2 separate regions of the Mus musculus genome follow, and region 2 is linked to region 1. The links are chromatin contacts, called in public Hi-C maps. All regions are on one chromosome and are shown on one strand. The core of a region is the stretch at or near the end of the contact, and the rest is flanking DNA. Distances in the headings are between cores, read along the strand shown. Region 1 overlaps Dpp6 (dipeptidylpeptidase 6). Region 2 overlaps Dpp6 (dipeptidylpeptidase 6).

The links. Hi-C and Micro-C count contacts between places; a contact is called where the count stands out from the background.
Region 2: a Hi-C map of cerebellum shows a contact between it and region 1, with 1.9 times the contacts expected there. The contact joins two enhancer-like sites. A contact is called at or near these places in 2 of 39 promoter capture datasets (embryonic stem cells and hippocampal neurons), 20 of 484 Hi-C or Micro-C datasets (the HL-1 cell line, the N1E-115 cell line, brain and 8 more), 4 of 115 datasets of contacts at active chromatin or transcription factors (all in embryonic stem cells) and 1 of 9 other capture datasets (embryonic stem cells).

Annotation. Positions count from the first base shown.
Region 1 is chr5:27,414,490-27,420,952 of GRCm38.p6, forward strand. All of the region lies in intron 3 of Dpp6 (dipeptidylpeptidase 6), which reads left to right. Among named protein-coding and RNA genes, the nearest start is that of Gm52769, 82 kb to the right of the region's middle. Within about 2 kb of position 3,067, at least 8 of the 459 cell types and tissues checked have an H3K27ac peak or open chromatin away from gene starts, as enhancers often do. A contact at or near this core is called in brain and cerebellum, where this site is marked.
Region 2 is chr5:27,541,396-27,547,305 of GRCm38.p6, forward strand. All of the region lies in intron 6 of Dpp6 (dipeptidylpeptidase 6), which reads left to right. Among named protein-coding and RNA genes, the nearest start is that of Gm16058, 9.7 kb to the right of the region's middle. Within about 2 kb of position 3,801, at least 22 of the 459 cell types and tissues checked have an H3K27ac peak or open chromatin away from gene starts, as enhancers often do. A contact at or near this core is called in brain and cerebellum, where this site is marked.

The DNA.
Region 1 (6,463 bases), core at 1,817-4,316:
TCAGTGAGGTCATCAGATATTGGACTCCATGTATAGGATGCTCCTCTGGGCATTGGGGCTCTGATGGTCTCTGATGGTCTCTAGGTGGTCCAACTTGCCTGCTGCTTTCTTTGGGCGATGAGGGTAGACAGTTGGTAAGAGCTATGTTGGGGTTTGGGTGTGAAACTTTCCCACTGGCAAGTGTTTGAACATTTGGTCTCTAGCTGTTTTTTGAAAGTGGTGAATCTTGCTGGTGGTGGAAGCGTGTCACTGAGAGCTAGCCTTGGGGTTTGCTAGCTCAATTCCACTTCCTGCCCACACTCTGCTTCTTGACTGTGGGTATAATGTGACCAGCTGCCTCAGCTCTTGCCTTCACGCCTTTCCCAACCATGGTGGTTGTAACTCCTCCAACTGTGAGCCAAGTAAACCCTTGCTCTCCTAGGATGCTTCTTATCAAGGATTTGGTCACAGTCAAGAAAAAAGCAGCAAATACAAGCTAGGGAAGAACATGTTGCCACAGACTGTTGTTCCCTAGTGGTTCTCTGAGGCGATCTCTGGGCAAATAAAATGTCTTAGGCAAGGCTTCAGGTAGGAATCTAAGACATACACATAAACAGCAGGTGGAGAAAAGAGACAGGAGAGCAGGTTTTCACTGGAGCTGTGCTTGCAGGCTTGGCTAATAAGCATTTGAAATCTACCTGCTGCAAGAGGGCAAATCCCCTCTCCATGGGCCTGATCATAGGAAGCCCAGGCCAGAACACATGCTCATAGTAGACACTTTACAAGGCATAGTCTCAGATTTTCAGACAAGATTCTCACAGGTATATATCTTCAATTTTAATGAGCTACCTATGATCCGTTAAGGATTTCAATCTCTCTCCCCCTCTCTCTCTCTGGAATAAACATTAGCAAACTTAATTTATTCTAGCAAAAATATAAACAAAAATGGGTCTCTAAAAAGCATTCCCTATAATCCTTTTTCTCAGACTCCAAGCTAGCAAATTTTCTGCCTAAAAGGGATAAATTAATTTTGGAAAAGTAAGATGAAGAAGCAATGAACAGGAAAGTTATAAAGATTCACTTATTGTGACTAACTTGACCCAAAGGGGTATCGGGAGCCCAGGGGTTTTGCTAACTGAGAACTGGCGTGTGGTGGCGGGTCCTGTGATTTGTAGCAACTTTCCCTGGAGGCAGCTTTAGCAGTACTGTCCCCTGAAGGCCAAGGAAGTTGTGCATGTGGGCACAGAGCCAGCAGAAAATGCAAGCTCCTGTATGCCCGTCTAAGGACAGGATCCTCTATTCCACTGTAAGCTTCACTATTTGAAGAGGCAAAGAGCCTGCTCAGACCTGGCCCATCACACATGCCTTGAGTGGATCTGAAGGGACTCAAAGCCCACTTCTTACCACTCACAAAGAAGCTCTGAGAGATTGGTAGAAGCTGTCCTTAATGTGGCTTTGAAGGACTGAGTGGCAAAGAAATTGCTGCACAATCATAGAGACCTGAGCTGGGTTCCCTGGTACCCACATAAAAGCTGATCATGCTGGAATATGTCCAAAACCCTATTGCTGGGAAGGTAGAGACAGAACACTTGCTGGCCAGCCAGTCTGGCCATACTAGTGAGCTCAAGGAACAAAACCAAGGTAGAAAAGAACGCTTGACTGTGACCGTGACCTTTGACCTCTACAGGTATTTACACACATACATGCAGATCCACATGCTCACATGTATGGGATGACTGCACATATGACATATATGAATGGAAACACACAGAACAGGTATTACTTTGAAATGAAAAGAATGAGCATCTGGGGGTGGGGAGTTGTGGTTCAGCTTCTGGTAGGTGCAAAGAACACAGTTAAAAATGTTAATCTCCCTGGAATTTTGTACTAGAAATTACAAAATAGAATCTAGTCTCCTAGTTTGATATTCGTTAAAGGGCAGTTTGTCCCCCATTGATTTTTAAGCCTTATGTCTCAATTCTTTTCTACAGAAAAGCTTCTCACTAAGATTCACATAGAGAGGGGTTAGAGAGATGGCTTAACAGTTAAGCGCACAGCTGCTCTTCTCAAGGACCTGGGTTCGACTCCTACCTCACATCTATCATGACTCCTGTCCTAGGAAAGCAGACTCCCTCCTGATGTGCCGGTGTCCGTGGGGAAGACGGGGTTTTAGACCCAATGTGCTTCACTTAAGAACAAATAATAAAATATCATTTTGGCTGAATTTTATCTGCTTCCCAAGTCCCCTTGTTCAGTCTCTCAGTACCCTTTTAGGCCCAGAGCATTTTATGAACTAATGCCCTCTAGTGGCTAAGGATGCACTTAGCAAGGGCAACATTTTAGTCTGGCTGGAGAATTGACTGTAAGGTCAGCACTTAAAAGCTCTATGGCCTCACTGAAGATGTTTGTGTTGTATGTGTTGGGCAAATAGTCATGAAGAGAGATACTATCCAGCTTGTCAACGGGGCATGTAATTTCTTGATCACTGGCTTATTAATTCACTTATTAATATATAACGTTGCCCTGGGTATAAGTTTAGCTGCCTGTCATTTATAATAATGTTAATGATGTGACATACTATCATTTGCACAAGAACTCTGCCTTCTGCCAAAGCTGAAGGCTCTGATAATTATCTTTTGAGATGCAGTTAGGTGTGATGGAGGAGTGCAGGAAAGGTTAAGTCAGGTGACCCACAGACAGGACCTAATTTTGCAGGGAAAAAAAAAATCACACTTGTCTCACTTTTTTTTTTTTTTTTTTTTTGTCCCACAGATCATTACAGCCCCAAAGCTCAGGATCATATTTCTCAAAATGTGAATTAAACAATCCCTCTCAAATTAGCCCTCCTTAACTAAAAATAAGGAATCAGGTGGGTTTGATAGTTTAAAGGACAGAAGGAGAGTGAATGGACAGAAGGCTTCCCCCTACTCTGCTCACGTTGCTGTGGAACCCATTAAAATGAGATCATTTGCAGCTTGAAGTTTGCTGTTTTAAATCCTCCATATGTGTTGCAGAGCCCACAGGTTGGTCCGTGCAGTCAAAGTGAGAGAATGCAAAAGCAAGTTCTTTATGTGGTTAAAAACAGGCATTGAGAACAGTCCCAGATTGCCATCAGAGAACTAGGACTGTCAGGCATGGCACTCGTCACTATGTCAGTGCAAGCTGACTCTCGTGCTCACATCGCCATCTGCCCTGACATGGACGCCCAGGGCTGGAAGGCACTCTCACTACCTTCACGGTCCTCTCACTCAGTCTTTGCAGGATAGATCTGTGACCTCCCATACAAGTAAATGTTTCTTTTTAGAATTGATGTATATCACAGAAAAGCCATGGAGAGCACAGCGCTCCCTTATGCCAGCGCCCAGCTTCTCTGATGTTGCCTTCTGCATCAGCATGATGCACTTACCACAGTTAACAAATGGGACTAACTAAAATGTAATCTTTTTTCACATTTCCTTAACCTTTAGCTATTATGTTCCAACACACACACACACACACACACACAGACACAGACACACACAGACACACACACACACACACACACACACACACACACACAGACACAGACACACACAGACACACAGACACACACACACACACACAGACACAGACACACACAGACACACACACACACACACACACACACACACACACACAGACACAGACACACACAGACACACACACACACACACACACACACAGACACAGACACACACAGACACACACACACACACACACACACACACACAGACACAGACACACACAGACACACACACACACACACACACACACACACACACACACACACACACAGGAATCCCATCCACAGTATCCAGATGCCTTTAATCCCCATGTCTCCCTAAGGTCTTCTTTCTGTGATATCTTCTCAGACATTCTTAATATTATATATTATCCAGGTTGATTGCCTCTCTTAAACCCCCATTGCATTGTTGAAATAAGTCTCACTTAGCTATGGTATATAATTGTCTTTAGGTTCTTGGGCTTGGTGTATTGTTATGGAAGCATTGTGGCTACATTCCTAAGCAGATAACTGTCTGCAGTTTTCCTTTGATCTGGTATTTCTTGCTGGAACAGGCTTTATAAAATATTCTTAGTTTGTACTTGGAAGTATGTTAGTTTATTTGAAGGCTTAGCTGGCTGGCTACACCACTGTTGGTTGATAGTCTTCCCATAGTGTTCTGGGTCCCATCCCACTGCCCTAGGAACACCACAGCTAATGATTCAGAATCTGCTGCTAACCCTATTGACACTTCAGTAAACAAGATGGGTCACCTTCCCCTCACTGCCAACAGAATTCACACTTTGTCTTTTGACAGTTTGCTCACAAGATTTCTAGGTGTCTTGGTTTGGGTTTCATTGCTGCAAAGAATTGGTTTTTCCTTTTTAAGGTATTTTTTAGTAAGGTCTTATTACTTCAGCTATTGCCACCACTTCAGTAATTCCTGTGTTAAACAATTGTCACTGGTTATTTCCAAGGACTTCCCCAAGGAAAAGGCCATTTGCAGTGAGCCTGGGCTGAGTCAGCTCACAGAACAATCATACTCCAAGCTTAGGTTGGAGTCAAATCACTGCAGACAACCAGCTAGAGGGCATCTGAGGAGCCCCACGCATGCTCCCTTTCCCCCTCCAGCAGCTTGTAGGCTACCATCTTCATAGCCCCACTGCTGTAAGGATGCACTGCTGTAAGGATGCAAGCCTTCTAAGGAGTTAGAAGAAGCAGATGGAAAAAAAAAAAAACAGCTTAAAATGCCCAATGCTCTCCCATGACTGAAGATAGGTCTCTCTTTCTCTCTCTCTCTCTCTCTCTCTCTCTCTCTCCTCTGTGTGTGTGTGTGTGTGTGTGTGTGTGTGTGTGTGTGTGTGTGTGTGAATGTTCCTCAGATTGTTATACAAAGATCACTGTACGATTGCTGAGGTTTTGGAAAGTCACCTTGACAGTATTAGAGAGGACTGGTTTTTCAGACTTTCAAAGGTCACCCTGGGCCGTCTGGATGTGACTCCTCCCTCTATGGAATCACATAGATTCTTTCCACAACTCCAATGCACCTGATGTTGAAGCGTACCCAGAGTTCTCTGCTTCCCAACGACACTTGCACAAACTGATAGAATATCTTAAAATTTCACAAACTCCTCTGCTGCAAGAAGCGGGTTATTTGAAGATAGCAGCTTTTAAATATGTATGAAGCTGTATGTTTTAAAGCTACTCACTGTCTCCTTTACGGTAGTACCATTACCTGAAGAAAAAGACTCTGAGGCATTTATTCCACAATTTTGGGACACCTGGTTCTGTAGGGAGCAACATCCTCCTGATGTATACACTTGTACTTTATTTGACTAATATATCACATTGATGATGTCACTATGGTCACATAGCTAAATTCCTCTATTTAACCTATATAACCATGGCTCCCTGAAAACCTGCAAGATGGATCTGCACCGTCATAGACTGGCTGACCCTAGGCCACTAACCTATTTAAAAGTAATTTCTCTTGAGTTCTCTTCTATGCAGAATGCTGAAGGAAACAAAACAAAACAAAACAAAACAAGAAAGCTGCCACTAGCAAAAAACCAAACAAACAAACAAACAAAAACCCCAAAGATTCTTCCAGGCATAGCACAGGTGGAGCACGTCTTCAATCGCAGCACTGAGGAGGCTGAGGCAGGCAGATCTCTGTGTGTTTGAGGCCAGCCTGGTCTACAGAGTAAGTTTTAGAGGCAGGCTGGGGCTCAAAGAGACTTAGACTTCGAGAGAAATTAATGGAGACCAAGACGACGTTCCTGTTCAAGGACCACGAGTTTACTAAGAGAGTGTGCTTATGAAGGGGGAAGGCCCATGATCCCTGTCACTCCCAACACCCTGTAGAAGTCTCTTGGTTTGATCTGGAGGTAACTATGGAAAGGCACCATTAGAACTGTTCCATCTGGTCAGTTAAAACAGTAAATGGAAATTCCAACTCTCATCCCATACCAACAGGGAAGGGCAGAGCCTCCTTAAAATGCGCTCTGTGAGATTAGAAATTAAAGGTCCCAAGTTTTGAGTTTGAGACCACACCAAGTTCACTACAGACTCCAGAAGATGCAGAAATTGCTTTCCAAATGAACACATGTATCAGCTGACCTCCTGAGGCTTCTTCCCTTATAGCCTCTCAGTGTGAGCACAAGAGGCCATGCCACATCTTCATTATCAAAAGGACTTTAAGCTGAGTGATTGAAGGTTAGAGCACTAATGGAATGATGGAGACTTTTTTAAATGGACCTTTGTACACTGGAAAATACTTAGAAAGCATACTCCAATAAAGAGACTCAAGAACACTCAATGTACTTAAACCTTAAAGCACAGTGATACTTACAAGAAGGGAGAGTGCTTGCAGACTTTATGCCGGTGGTTTCAAAGGAGTTTATGGGCATAGATAAATGGGAGTCTTCAGGCATTCTGAACCAAGGATGCAATGTGAGCACAGGT
Region 2 (5,910 bases), core at 2,551-5,050, 130 kb after region 1:
AAACTTTTGTCTTCCATAAGAGTAGCTAGTGCTATTAACCACTGAACCATCTCTCCAGCCCATGGCTTTAGGGTGTTTTGTTTTATTTTGTTTTGTTTGAAGGGGTCTTGTGTAGCCCAAGTTGGCCTTGAGCTTTCTGTACAGCTATGGCCCTGAATTTATGGAACTCCTGACTCTCTCCACCTTCCAAGTGCTAGGGTTGCAGGTGTTCACCACTGTGCTGGTAAATTATCCTTAGTAATTCTGAGGATGCAGATCTTTGCTCTTTCCACAAATTCCCACATTTCCTTCCAGTGTCTTCCCCTTTGTATTCAACCCAGAGGCTATCCCAACTTCAGGATGAGAGGATCTGTCACTTAAAATGTGAATTTTCAGCTAGCCACAGAAGGGTCAAATGAGTATCTGTGCCCTCTAATTCCTAGCACCATTCTTATTTCACAAACAGAAGGGACTAGACTCCTCTCTGTCTCTGTTCTGTTGCACATCTCTGCCCCACGTCATTAGCTTGTGTGTTTAGGACTATGTTGGTAGAGCCAGAAAGAACTCAGTTCATGATGCAGCAAAAGCTAAGGTGATGGTTTTAAACAGCTGAACCTGCATTTATCCAGTGTCCTAGTGCCTGGGGCAGGTCTGTTTGACTTAGCAAGGTTTTTAAGGATTATATTCTTGAGGGACATAGGCCTTTTACTCACAGTGTTTATTTGAATAGAAATAAAGATGGTTGTTTTAACATAGCATATTTCACTAGAAGTTTTTAATGTCAGAATTGTCACTAAATAAGTCAACTTTCTACAGTGGATATTAGCCACATAATGTTCTCTACTAGGGATTAATTATGCTGAGGCTAGAGAGATGGCTCAGTGGTCAAGAGCACATACTGCTCCTCTAAAGGACCTGAATTTGGCTCCTAGCACCCACATTGGGAAGCTCATAAGCATCTGTTAGCACAGCTCCAAGGGATCTGATGCCCTCTTCTGGTATCACTAAGAACCTGTACTCACATGCACATAACCACACATGGTTGCATAATAAAAACAAAAATTCATTTTTAGATTCATCAGCTATGTTTTCAAACAAGTTTTGGTACAATTTGCCTCTTCATCATTTTTCTGGCATGATGTTTTCCTTGAATTTGTTTGGTCTTTGGATGTAGTTCATTAAAAAATGTATTTGTGTGGTTGTGTGTGTGTGTGTGTGTGTGTGTGTGTGTGTGTGTGTGTGTGTATGTGTTTACCAAGGAGAGAGGGAGAGGAAGGGAGGTGGAGAGAGGGAGAGAGGGAAGAATAAGAGGGAGAAGGAGGGAACAGAAGAGGGAAAGGGAGAGGGAGAGAGCGAGAGAGCAAGAGAGATAGCAAGAGAGAGTGAGCGAGAGAGAGTGAGAGAGAGAGAGAGAGCACAATGGGGAAAATTTACTATCTATTAGGGTCTTAGGGTCATCCTGAAAATCCCATGAAGAAACAAAAAGATCAACTGATACTATAGCAGAAAGAAGTTCAATAAAATTGGGCAGCCACCTCATCGGGAAGCAGTGGTACTTTGGGGGTCTGACAAACTCAGAACAGCAATAGAGTAGAAGCTAAAATGTGTATCAGAGGTATTATTTAGATGTCAGGCCATTTTCTGTGGATAACAGCATACTAACTTTGCTCAGGTACAAAAACTATATTGCTTTAGAATTGGGGTTGACTTTTTAAAGCTGTGATGTGTTTGAGAAGGTACATAACTAAATCATAGGTCCTTCTGCCTGAAGACTCTCTCTCCCTTTGGAGATGATGGTGCACACAGATTTTGTTTATTTAGGAAGTGGGTACCAGGAGGAGAGCAGTGCTCCCCCAGAGACTATTGAGCAGCTCATACTGGCACCCACCTGTCAGCTCTTCAGTGAAAAAAAATATAAGGTCAGCCCTCAACCTGCTGACTGGCCAAGTTCTGCTTTCATCCCATAAGTCTTGGTTTCCAGAGAGGGACAGAGATAGAGAGGTAGAGAGATAGAGGCAGAGACACAGAGACAGAGAGGCAGGCAGAGACAGAGACAGAGAGGCAGAGAGGATAATATCCATCCCAAATCCTCTGGAGAACTAAGGACAAGAAACACAGTACAGGGCAGAAAATACTTGTTGAAATGTTATATTATTATTAATACCACAATAAGCAGCAGCGCTCAGATGGGGCATTGTTTTCAGTATATCTGTTAATCTTTGAGACAGGGTATTACAGTGTAGCCCAGGCTCTCCTTGAACTCACCATCCTCCTGTCCCAGCCTCCTAACTGCTACAAGTAAGGGCTGCTACCACCTCCAGGCTTGGCTGCTGTGCATGAGAACTTAAAATTTTGTCTGGGAGCTAGAGAGATGGCTCAGTGGTTAAGAGCACTGACTATTCTTCCAAAGGTCTTGAGTTCAAATCCCAGCAACCACATAGTGGCTCACAACCATCTGTAAAGAGATTTGATGCCCTCTTCTGGGGTGTCTAAAGACAGCTACAGTGTACTTAAATATAATAATAAATAAATCTTTTTTAAAAAATGTTTGAAAGGAGATACCAATCTGTATAACAACACATGATAAAATAACTCCAAGGACAGCCTTGATTCTGATACACAAAGCTTCCTTTCAAATCAAGAAGGAAGAGAGGGCTGTGCGCAACTCAACGTGAAGGCTGAATTGCTGAGCCTTGTGGCTCAGTCAGTTTTCTTGGAGTTTATTCTACTAGATAAGGCATGAAATGACGTTGGAGGCCTGGTAAAGTCATCGTCTAGCTTGGCCTCTGCAGGGAGTCCATGCTGGCTGGAAGATGTGAATGCAGCCAGGCACAGGGAGAGCTGCAGAGCTAGGAGAATTGTAGGATATGCTTGGAGAATGAGTCACTTGAACTCCAGCCTGGGGTGGTTTCTCTGCATGATAAGAACACTCCAAATATGTTGAGCATAGGAAAGGCGGTATAAGTTCTTAACAAGACTTAGCACTTGTGCATGGAGTAGATGAAGGACAGTAGAGATGAGAGACTTACATTCAGTTAGGAGTCTTCATGCAGTGTGGGGTCCTGCAGACATGGACCATGGGAGGGTTTGGTAGTGTAAAGGTCAAACGCATTGTGCCTATGAATGGGTGGCTGGTGTTCTCTTAGAAAATGAAGACAGATGTTAAGTGCTTGTGTCCCACAGCCTCCTAAATAATCCTTGGTGATCTGTCCCCAATTGTGAGTTGAGCCCAGTGCATAGAAAAGACAGGGCTAGCAAGTTTATTAAGGCATATGGAGAAGTCTCAGCATCCAGGTCTGCTCCTTTGCAGCTTGGCATGTTTCCCTGAAGATTTCTTGTCTCTGGGACCCACCTAGTACACACTTCTAGCTTTGCAAAGCGAGCAACCATCAAAGCTTCCAGGACCTGCATCACTAGATTATTCCTACCCTTAGAGAAGTGCTACTAACATGAAAGCAAACTGGAAAGATATTCTTAAAACGGCATGCATTGGTGAGTCCTACCGAGATTTCCAGAACCATGGACAGCTCACCACACTCTGTGAGCCCTGGACTATGGCCAACTGCTTCTCCCTCCTTTCTTCCTTGAGGATGTTTTGTCTTTGTAGCCACCACTAGCCAGCCACCACAACTGTGTGAGCACAAAAAGAGTCTGCCACTCTGGACACAGTTACTCCATCCAGAGCTTTATGTTAATGAGGTCATCTGAAGTGTGTACCTTCATCTGTAGAAACCAGTACAGGCTCTGTAGGGGCACATGCATTCTACAAGGCAGCCTTTCCTAAAACTTCCCAGGTCTGCCTACTCTCATCTTTCCCTCAGGCTCCACCTAGTGGGATATAGTCTTAACTTCAGCCTGCATTTCAGATTCTTAGCACTGGGAACCTGTTGTAAGTCAGTGTGTCCTTGAGTGCTGGTATTGAAGGCTTTCATATGACAATGGATGGATATGATGTTCCCCCATTGCTTCGAGCTCCCAATACCTTAACTTCCAGCTGTTATTGATGTAACCTGGATAAACACCCTTTCCCTTAAAAAAAAAAATCAGTGTGTCTGATACTGTGTTTTCTCTCTCTGGGCTGTTGATCTCTTTCTAGTGTGAGGAATCACATGACAGGTTTTAAGTTGTGCAAAGTAAGAGGCACATGTATGTCAGTCTCCCGAAAGAGAGCTGTATGTGTGTCCCCAAAGCCAGCTATCAACAGATCTGACTATAGATCAATGCTACTCTGCATCAGGTGATGTCCCCATATGGCCATATGGTCACAATATAACTGAGTGCCAAGCAAGTGCTGGACACACAGTGGAAGGTCACATACCTCTTGCTAGCTGTTGCATTTCATATTGATTTAGACACTTTCCTTTTCCTTTCAGTATTTTGGACTATTCCTAGCAGGAGACTCTCTCTCTCTCTCTCTCTCTCTCTCGCTCGCTCTGTCTGTCTCTGTCTCTGTCTCCTCTCTCTCTTGCTCTGTCTGTCTCTGTCTCTGTCTCTGTCTCTGTCTCTGTCTCTGTCTCTGTCTCTGTCTCTGTCTCTGTCTCTCCAATAGCAACCATTTTTCAGCATTGGCTTAGAGTAAACATAAAGGACAGCCTTGACCAGGCTGTGGGTAAACAATCTATATAGAAGATGGGTTGGGGGACTGGTGGATAAAGAGTCCACCACATAAACTCTGTGTGTCCAGTGATGGGGTGACTGGGTGACTAGCACCATTTGCTTGCAGCAGAATTTACCTCTCTGATTGCACCTTCAGATGTTAACCCAATAGATGCATCACCCGTGGCCAAGGTGTGAACATTTGCATCCCAAAGTGCCACATACCCTTTCTACCCCTCTGGCCTTTCCTGGCAACCACCATGTCATCTTGCCTCCCCTTTTCTTTGATGTCACTTATTGGAACAGAGTTTCTGTCTGTATCCCAGACTGTCCCGGAAATGGCTTTTTAGTTTGGGTTGGCCTCACATTCACAGTATTCCTCCTGCCTTGGCCTCCTAGGTGCTAGACTGCAGGCATGAGCCATAGGCATGGTTCCCTCTGCCTCTCTAGAATGTGTGCACATGGAGTTGTATCATGTGTGTTTCACTCTCTTCCTGGAGGAGATTCCTTCTTTGAGATTCCCATGTTGGAGCAGGTACCTGTGACCCACTATGTATATTTACCCAATTTTCATCCATACAACCTCTGATTGACATCTAAGTTGTTTCCCATTGGAGGCTGTTATGAGTGAATCTGCTTTGAGTGTTTATATATGGACATATATCTTCTTTTCTTTTGGGTAAATGCCTTCAAGTAGACCAGCTGGAATATATAATTAATATGTGGATAATTTGATTAAAAAATGTCTAAAGTGTTACTCAAAGCAGCTGTGTCATTTAGAGTGTGCATGTGCACACACACACACACACACACACACACACCTTTCTTTGTGTATCTTTTTAACCTCATGCCCTCCACCTGGTCTTTGCTCAACTGGAGAATGCTCCAATGATGTGGGAGTGGCTCTGTACATAGCTTGGAAACTCTGGCTCCATGTATACGGAGCTATACTCCCAACACAACAATGAATCTTTCTTCTCAGTGGACATTTAGGGACTCAGGTGACACTGTCTGACATTGAGGATTGACATTGACATTGGCTAATGCCCCTTCTTCCCAAAAATTGCCTCTGTGGAACACTTCATATGTGCTGAGGCCAAATATGAAGTGAGTCCAGATGTGGAGTAGGATGCCACATGTATGGACTGAAGGGACCTTAAGCATCATAAAGAGGTCTCAGGCTCTGCATGCTGGCCAAACACTTCACTTCTTAGCCAGATTGTTAAGGATATTTTCTTTTGCAAGAAACACCTTTCTCCAGTCACCCCAAGAAAATTCAAAGGAAGAACTGAGGGTGACCTGCTTGGTCCTGCTCTGGTTGGGGTATCAGGTGTG